Linked DNA regions of Anser cygnoides: region 1 is linked to region 2. The links are chromatin contacts, called in public Hi-C maps. All regions are on one chromosome and are shown on one strand. Each heading gives the region's core, a stretch centred on a gene start, on an enhancer-like site or on the middle of the called end of the contact. The rest is flanking DNA. Distances are from core to core; before and after follow the strand shown.

Region 1 (4,330 bases), core at 1,413-3,912, 230 kb before region 2:
ATACTAGAATTATCATACCCTACAGCAAAGAGACAGCTCCATAAAACATGAAGATGGATCATTTCTGATTCAAACTTAGGTATTGATCTTGGAAACACATTGGCATCTGCTTATTTCACTGCCATGAATGTCCCTGTGCAGCTGCAGATCAACTGTCAGCATCAATGAGGATGTCAATAACGCTACATCTCCACAGGTGACCAGAGGAGCACACCAGTTTCTTATCACTGTATAATACAGAATGATGCAAGACAACATGCATGGGGAAGGAGAGGAGACACATCTTCCCAGAGGAATCCCATATAGGTAAATAGGCATTTTTTTTCCTGTAAGGAACCCAGCAAAGTTAATATTAGCACCATTACTTGGGAAGGAGATTTTAAAAACTAGAGATCTTCATATAACAGTAAAGTTGTAAAATTATTAAAAAAGAAAAAAAAAAGTTTTTTCTATCCTCCTTTCAAGATTTACGAATTTAAATTATTTTTTTTTTCCTGTAAAAGATGTGGCTTTTTTTTTTTTTTTTAACTCACATCCTCAACAAAAGTATTGCTGTAAATATTCACCAACCAAATGTCAGATTTATGGTAGAAAGCAAAGGTTTCATATTTTGGTAACAACACTGATATCTGGACAGGCTAAATTTAGAAAACATTTTTTAGCAAAAGAGTAAATCAGTGAACACTGAACTGCTCTAAGTTTTAGCCTATTCCTAATAAAACTGAGCAACCATTACCAAAGGAAAATGCCCAAATCTTTGAGTATTTTACACAAGGCACGAGTCCATTTCATTGTGTTCATGGGAAGATAACACGTAAACTTTGTGCAACATAGCCTTACTTTTTGAATGTTAGTGGGTTAAGTTCATTGTTCCAAACTGATGTCCTAATTTTTCCTGACTGAATTTCCCAGAGCCTAGATTTCCAAGAAACGTGAAAATGTACCGGCATTGGGCAGTAGGTTGCTATTGGTTATTATGCTGCTCATTAACTACACTGCATTCAAAGCACAGCTGCCTACTAATGTTTAGTCATTTTTTGGTATGTTTAAATAACTTAACTTTGATCTGCACCATACAAGTTTCCTAATTATTTGTCTTGTGCAATTGCTGTTGTTTTGTTCCTTTACACATTCCTGTTATGCATTTGGATCTCATCCTGGACACTGTCCAAGCAGAGTTAAACAGTATAACGAAAGTCAGACAAAAATACCTGGATAAAACTTGTTTGATTCTGCCATTTTGGGCTGGCCCAGCATTACAGGCTGGTCCCTCACTCCTCTTGAGCTGGAAAACAATTCAGCTGTTTGTGGTTGAGGACAAAATAGCAGCAAGTCAGCTCATTGGCCTGAGCTGTCATGAATTCACTAGGCCCCCTTCAAATTCAAACTCTTTCCATCTGTTGGCAGATTAAAGATCAAGTGTGGAGAGGATGCTGATATTTGGAAAAAGCTTTAAATAAAAGGCAATCCTGTCTGTAAGACTTACTTCAGATGTACTGTCATTTTTGGACTTTGCACACCTGCTGACATTTAACGTTTTCTGGGCTCTTCTTACATTATTGATTTTGTATTTGCATTGATGACTTCAAACTGTAATCAGTCAAATATTGCATTAAGAATGACGTATAGGTATACAGGACAGTTGATAAACTAGGTTACTTGGTGCTGCCTCCGTATGAGTCAGTCTCTACTGAATTTTGAAAAGATGCAGAGACTACTTTCAGTCGTAGAGGGTTGCCCAGGAACTGCATGATGTTCTTCTAAAACAACCACTTTTTTATAGCTTAAAATCACATATTCGGGAGTTTTGCTTGTATGGTAGATCTACTAATTGCTTACTGATGAGTCTTTTGAAAAGGCTCCAGACATGGTTTTGTCACCCAGGTTTAATCTGAGGTCTCCGTTAGCATTACCAGCTGCCCTGGCCACACAGCATTGGTGAAGACAAGCTGTGGTGCATGCCTGTTGCTGTTTAATGCATCCTGAGGTGACTGGTAGATTAGTCCACCTAAGGATTTGGCTGCCCACAGGATTTACCACAGATTTCTGCGCCTGAAGACATCTGAGATAATTCTTTTTTCTGTTTCACTTATGCCAACGATGTTGTTGTAACGGTGAAATCTAGATTAACGGTCTTGCTTTCCGAAGTTGTGTTACTTTCCTACGTAGTAACGCTGTAGGTTTTTACATTTAAAGTAAGATTAGAGTCTGATGTGAATCCAGTTTGGGAATTGCACTGCTTCTGTCACTCGGCGTTTCCATACAGAGGACTCAAATGCATTTTATGCATGCAGATGTAACCCCAGCAGCTTCAGATCAGTCAGAACACGCGGGGTGTGATTACAGGTGCACTGTTGCTGCATACGCCGTCACGTACATTCGTCATCACACAGTATTTGCTTTTTTAGGACGTAATTTGTCCCTCGTTTTTTTTTTTTTTTTTCTAAAAGCCCTGCCAAACCGCGCTGCTGGCACTCAAGCTAATGTCAGGCTGCACCCTCGGGCACCGCCCGGGCTGGCGGGTCCCTTGGGCCGTGACTCAGCACAGGAGGGGCAGGCTGCAGGGCACCCCTCGGCTCCCCCCTGTTCTCCCCTCAGCGGGTCCCGCCCCGCCCGCGGCCCGGCCCCGCCCGGCACCACGCGAGGGGCGGCGCCGGCACCACGCGAGGGGCGGTCCCGGTGCCGGCCCCGCTCCCGTGCCGTGCCGTGCCGTGCCGTGCAGGATCCGGCTCCGGCTCCGCTCACCGGCCTCGGCTCGGCTCGGCTCAGCCATGAGCGCAGACCCCGTGGTGTTCGTGTCGGCCGTCAGGACCGCCGTCGGTGAGGGGCCGGGCGGCGGGCGGCCCCCAGCCCCCAGGGCGCGGTGTCGCAGGGGCTGCGGGCGGGCGGTGACCGCTCTCCTTCCTCCCTCTTCCCCTCCCTGTGTCTCCTCCAGGCTCCTTCAACGGCGCCCTGTCCGCGCTGCCGGCACACGAGCTGGGCGCCGCCGCCATCCGTGAGGCGCTGCGGCGGGCCGGGCTGGCCCCCGAGGAGGTGTCGGAGGTGGTCCTGGGCCAGGTGCTGGCCGCAGGTAGGGCCGGGGGCCCTGGGGCGGCGGGGGGGGACACCGCGGCTGGGTCCCCGCAGCGCTGTGCGTGCCGGGGGCTGCTTCTGAGGGGGTCTTGGGGCGGGGCGGGGACGGGGGGTGCTGGCATTCCGGGGGCTGGCAGCGTTCCCTTTGTCACAGCGCTTCTCTGACAGCGACAGGGCTCCAGGGCTTGGATGGAGACGCAGCCCGCTTCTCTGTTCGGCTGGGAGACCCACCTGCGGGGTCTGCCGTGCCGCTTGCTTACACACAACCGGCTCGGTTTCGTGGGAATGCGGATACAGGGAATTGTTCGCTTTGACACGGCCATGTGCTTTTTGCAGGGTAATGTTTGATCAGCAGAGCCGCAGGGCAGACCAGCCCCTCTTCTAAAGAGGGAGGAAGAAAATAAAAGAAATACTTTCATATTTAAAGCTGATTCAGATTTCTGTGAATCTAGCTCATGGTGAGAGAGCATGCTGTGCTCTCCTTATCTCCACCTTTACATACAAAAGAGCTGGCCTCGCTTTGGCCTGGGGAGATGCAGATGAAGAATATTGCCTTTGTATGTAGTGCTCCTATTCTCTCTACAGCAGATTGCAAGCAAGAATGAATGGAAGCTTTCATTTGCACAAATGTGCTTATGGTTTCCAGGGGAATTTTTGGGGAAAGTTGTCTATTCACAGTGTACAGAAGATATCAGAAATAAACCCTTCAGCTAGCAGCAATTTAAATCAACTCATATCTTATATATGTGCAACAGGTTAGTGCCAATTTGAAACTGAATAAATGGTGTTTAATCTCACCAGCAGTCAACAGCAGAGTTGCAAATACAAAATTATGAGTAGCAAGTGGCTGAAGTCACTGATCTTACTATTGATCAATAAACCATATGTATAAATGAGAGAGGTAACAGCTGCTGGGAATTTCTTTGTCTACCAACTAAAAACAGGAACAAGCTCTAAAGGTTGGTGGAATTGGAAAGTGACAAGGCCTGTTTTGCTTTTGGAGAGTAGACAAGGAAAACCCCTGTGTGTTCTTGCAGGTGCTGGTCAGAACCCTGTTCGGCAGGCAAGTGTTGGTGCAGGAATCCCTTACTCTGTGCCTGCATGGAGCTGCCAGATGATCTGTGGGTCTGGCTTGAAAGCGGTATGTCTGGGTGCCCAGTCCATAATGACAGAAGAGGCCAGCATTGTGGTTGCAGGAGGAATGGAAAGTATGAGCAAGGTAAATCAAAAGATTGCACTCTCATTTTCTGTCTTAAGG
Region 2 (4,703 bases), core at 1,344-3,843:
TTTGCCATTTAGTGCTTCTGTTGTTGTTGTTGTTGTTGTTGTTTGTTTGTTTGTTTGTTTTTCCTATTGCAGCTATGCAATTTCTGAATGCTTTGCTATAGTTGACCAGACTATGACTTTCATGACTCACAGCTGCAGGGTCATGGAGTTGCAGGAGTCTTGTGATTTTTTTACAGTTTCTTTATTGGATGAGCATATACTTCTACTGACAAACATTTGGCTCTGGCAGTTATCCATTCTGCATGGTTTCAACTCCAAACAGGCATTTGGCCCATGGTCTTTGCAGCACACCCCAGGCCTGCTCTGTGCACTGTTCTGTGTTCTGATTTACACAGTTGCAGAATAAAAGGCATACAGGCTATGAATCATACCCTGGCTTCCCCCTCATGAGTGACAGACATGCTAAAGAAGAGGAACTTCTTTCTTCATCATCTTCTAACCCTTTTCCTTCTGAGCCACTGCCCAATGGCAGCAGGATGGAGAGAAGGCAGCATCCTCCCACTCAGACCTATAGACTCTGATCAAGGGACTTTACAGGACTATTTAATTATGTCTTTGATACTGAAGGAATTTCTTTCAGGCAACTACTTCATCCTTCCCTAAGAAATGCTCTTCTGTAGTGTGAAACAGGCCAGCATGACTCCTGGTACAGTTAAATTCCTTCAACTGAGTGCCTGCAGTTGAGTATTGCTCTTTCTGATAAATTTGCATCTACAATGTAGAGTTGATAACATGGACATAAGAGCTAGACTATACTTCCTCTCACACCACTGCAAGTCCAGAGAGGTTACTAGATGTTTTTTTCTCTGAGTATACTATGGGACAGAGTGGCCCTAAGGGGTGACAGTTTAACAGTGTGCATGAAAGAAAAGCATAGTTAAAAATAAAATGAAGATAAAGTGGAAAAGGATACAATAAAATTCATGTGACAGGCACAGGACTCACAGATTCCACTAGGTATTTCAAAACAAAAATGATATTTAGATGAAGTCAATTGTGAATGAAAACATTAAACTGGGTTAAAAAAATAAAATGTCACAGCGGTGCTGTAATGCTCTCCACAACGTCAAGAGATTCAAGTGAAGAACTGAAGAATTCCCTGTATGGTGTAGCCTCCTTGCAACCTTAATTCTGTTCTGTTTTGACACTTTGACGTAACATTATCATAATAATTACAGCATTTAATTTTTTTAAAATATTGATTGGGTCATAACTTGTTAGGAAGGGCATAACACTTTAAGAAAACAATGAAACTACATGCAACTACAATAAAAACACAATACATTTTCTTGCTACCGCTTTCCCAAAGTCTATGGATTTTTTCAGTGTAAGAAAGATGTATTACTGCATTTTTCAGAAATGCAAATGTTTATAGCTATTCAATGAAAGACTTGCAAGCAGAAATAGAGTATTGTAGACAAAAGTAAAAACCCTATATTTTCCACCTCCTTATATAATTCTTACTTATTTGAGAAGCGTATTTGATTTGAATTAGGGTGTTTTTGAAAAACGCAGTTTAGAAACTAGAATTTAAAAATGATTGTTCTTGACATTAAACAGTATCTAGAATTTGTTATGCTGGGACTTGCCTCTAATATTTCTAGTTGCTAAAATCTATTCATACACTTTTCTAACTGTGACCCCTTTTATATTTTCCAATTACACATGAAAAACACATGTCCTTGTAGAAGGCTACTTGCCAAAGGTGCCACCATTTCTGGCCATTTGGCATGTTGGCAAATGCTTGCCATTTGTTCCCATGCAGACACCAAGGTTGTTGCTCTTCTCGTGCCTCTAACAAACACAACAGAGCAACCACAGCTCTCACTTCGTTCAACAGCAATTCTTGCCGGCCAGCAAGCCCCAAACCCACCATCATCCAGGTAAGTGGTGACACATGGATTTGGGGACCCGTCTCCACAACACGGAGCTTGCAAACATTTGGCCCCCATCTCACTCACACAAGTGGAAGGCAAAGGACTCTTACCTGAGCTGAGCACAAAAAGAAAGAGCAAGGCAGCTTTGCTAATTCCCATTTTGGCCCAGCTGGAAGGTGCTGGAAGTTGTGTGTGTCAGTGCACAAAGTTTTATTGACTTGCACTGGAGTGAGGCGGCATCAAACAAACAAGGCAGGCAGATTAAGTTAATCATTCTCCCGTGCTGTGACCCCCTTTGCCGTGGAGTGGACGTTCAAACAACCTTGAATTGGATATATTACCAAATCAGGCTCAGACATTTGTATTATTGGATGCTGGGAAATGTGAAGGCACTTTCTTGTTTTGTGAGACATGTTTTTGTTCTTAAATTGTTTGGTCTCACTTTGCTAGAGAATAGTCAAGAACAATGTTGCTGGGAAGCATGGGGAATTGTTTGTTCAGGCAGAACTTGTTTTTTTCTTAACACTAGAGTCCCAGTGGTAATTTTAGCCATGCACACTTATACTGGTTTGTAAGGACCAACTTCAATTTAATCTCAGGGTAAGCACTCAGGGTAATCTCAGGGTATTATCAGATTGAGACAATATTAACACTTGAAAGATGGTTTAATATAACTTTTATTCTTTTTTTTTCTTTTTAATCAAATAATTCAAATAAGATTTTTTATTTTTATTTTTTTTTTGGTGGTGTTTTTTTTTTTTTATGAGTAAGACTTAGAGGTCATTTTGGTTCAATGCCTAGCATGTCATAACTTTATGTTTAAGACCCATAGATAGCTATTTAGTGTTCTTCCTTTCCAGACATTTAACCTCATATTGTATGCATAAACTCATCCAGTGAGGGTGTCAGACTTTGCTCATTATTATACTGATTTCAACATCAGCTCTTCTCTGCATTTCCAAGTGGCCTTTGCCTTGGAAAAGTTACCTTGCAGAACTGTTTAATGGCTTCTCTTGCATGTTAGGTCACTGGTGGAGCTTCAAAACAATTTGTGTTATCAAATATGCTAGTGACTCACCTGAGGCAGGATGGGATGCTGGATGAGGAAAACAGGCTTGAATGTGCACCCCTGGGTCAAGAAATTCAGACTTTTGCAACTGAAGGCAAATAAGTTCATAGAATCATGCGCTGTATCTAAAAAATAGTGAGTCTATCCATGATCTTTTTGCACCTACTTTAAGTCTAAACTACATTGTAGTGAGAGTCTGGGATAAGGTTAGGGATGAAGGAGTAAATGTGTATGAGAGCAAACTGTAGTGTGGGTACCAGATTAGCTGCTATTTTACAAATGGGTACCAGATTAGCTGCTATTTTACACGTTCTACGAAAAATCCAGAGCTGGTCCTGCTTGTAGTTTTGCGTAGGGTGCTGTAATACCGTGTTATCTATTTTTCTATGTTTGATGTTATTTTAATGTGACTTGTGAAATACAGCAAAGCATGGGCCATCAGTAGAATCTTGGGAGACCAGCAGGGAACCAAAGCAGATGGGCCCAAGAGAAGAGGTGATGGGAGCTGAATTTAGCTGAGGAAAACTCAGTTCCTTACCAGTTTTAGGAACAATTAACCATTGGGAAAGAAGGATGAAATGAAGGAGCAGATCACAGAGTAAGCTTTGGTGGCAAATAGGCTTTGGAGAGCTACTGAAGGCTCACTTAGTCCCACATGATATTCACAATCTTAACCCCATTTTCCATTCTCACTCCAGATCCTGGTTTCCTCTCACCCATTCCATACCTCTGGTGCCCCAGCCACCACCTTGGCCCAGCCCAGCCAGTGTGTGCTCACCTATCCTCATGTCTTGTTAGCTTGCCTATGACCTTCCTGAAATTGCACTGCCACACACAGAGGGGGCAGCTGGCACCTTTGGTGGACACAGTGCTGCCCCACAGCCTTGGTGCAGTCTGGTTTGGCCACTTGGAGCTGCTGCATGGGCCCAATGTCTTGGTGGGACATGGCTGCTCTGTGGCTGCACTTTTCTCCTTCCTCCTCAGAATAGCCCTGCCCTCCCCAGTGCCTCTGCCATCTTCCCCACTCCTCTGCATTCTCCATTTCCAAAGGTATTCTCTGGGTTGCCACATTACGGTGCCCATCTGGTGGTTAAGGTGTAAGAATAGAGCTATATATTCGGCTTAGATGCGGCTGTTTCTCCTGTGCACACTGGAGTTGATTCCCACCTTTCTGGCCCTCCCAGCAGGGCCTTGGGGCCATCCTCAGTTCCCATTTTCCTGCCAGGGACTGATTCAGTGTCAGGTTGTTCAGCTGCCTCTGTGCGCAGGCAGAGTTTGGAGAGGCTGGGAATAGGGAGTTGCAAGTGCCCGTGGGATGAGTGCTGTGCCTGACACACCATCTTATATCATCTGGGCCTGACTTGAGGCTGCAGGTGGAGGACAACCCCTCCAAGTATCCATCTTGGCTGGCCCTCAAGAGCAAGTGTTGCAGGCCTGGCTCTGGTCTGCCCTTTGCGGGTGGTGAGACTGATGGTCTCACGCGCAAGCTGTTTATACTGTCCATGGCTCAGTTTGATTGAGTTACAAACAAACAAACAACAACACCAACAATTTATTTGGGAGAAGGGGGAGGATTTGAAAATCTTTTAAACTGAGTTTGTAAAATATTGATAAACATAATGTGTTAGGAATTTTAGTCAGAAAAGCTTTTCCTAAAAGTTTTCAAAACCAAAAGAACTACTTGGTGTAGCCAAAGATGTGTTGCCACATCACTCCATCCAGGAGTCCGTATGTTTGGGAACATTTTCAGGCACCAT

The links. Hi-C and Micro-C count contacts between places; a contact is called where the count stands out from the background.
Region 1: a contact with region 2 is called in a Hi-C map of liver, with 2.1 times the contacts expected there. The contact joins the promoter of ACAT2 here to the promoter of LOC106039526 in region 2. A contact is called at or near these places in 2 of 7 Hi-C or Micro-C datasets (both in liver).

What each region holds. Positions count from the first base shown.
Region 1 is chr3:50,430,076-50,434,405 of Taihu_goose_T2T_genome, reverse strand. It overlaps ACAT2 (acetyl-CoA acetyltransferase 2), which reads left to right and starts at 2,662. Exons shown (of 9, transcript XM_048067897.2): 1 at 2,662-2,820; 2 at 2,936-3,070; 3 at 4,110-4,291. The coding sequence starts at 2,772.
Region 2 is chr3:50,200,956-50,205,658 of Taihu_goose_T2T_genome, reverse strand. It overlaps LOC106039526 (plasminogen-like), which reads right to left and starts at 2,593. Exons shown (of 19, transcript XM_048067860.2): 1 at 1,988-2,593. The coding sequence starts at 2,036.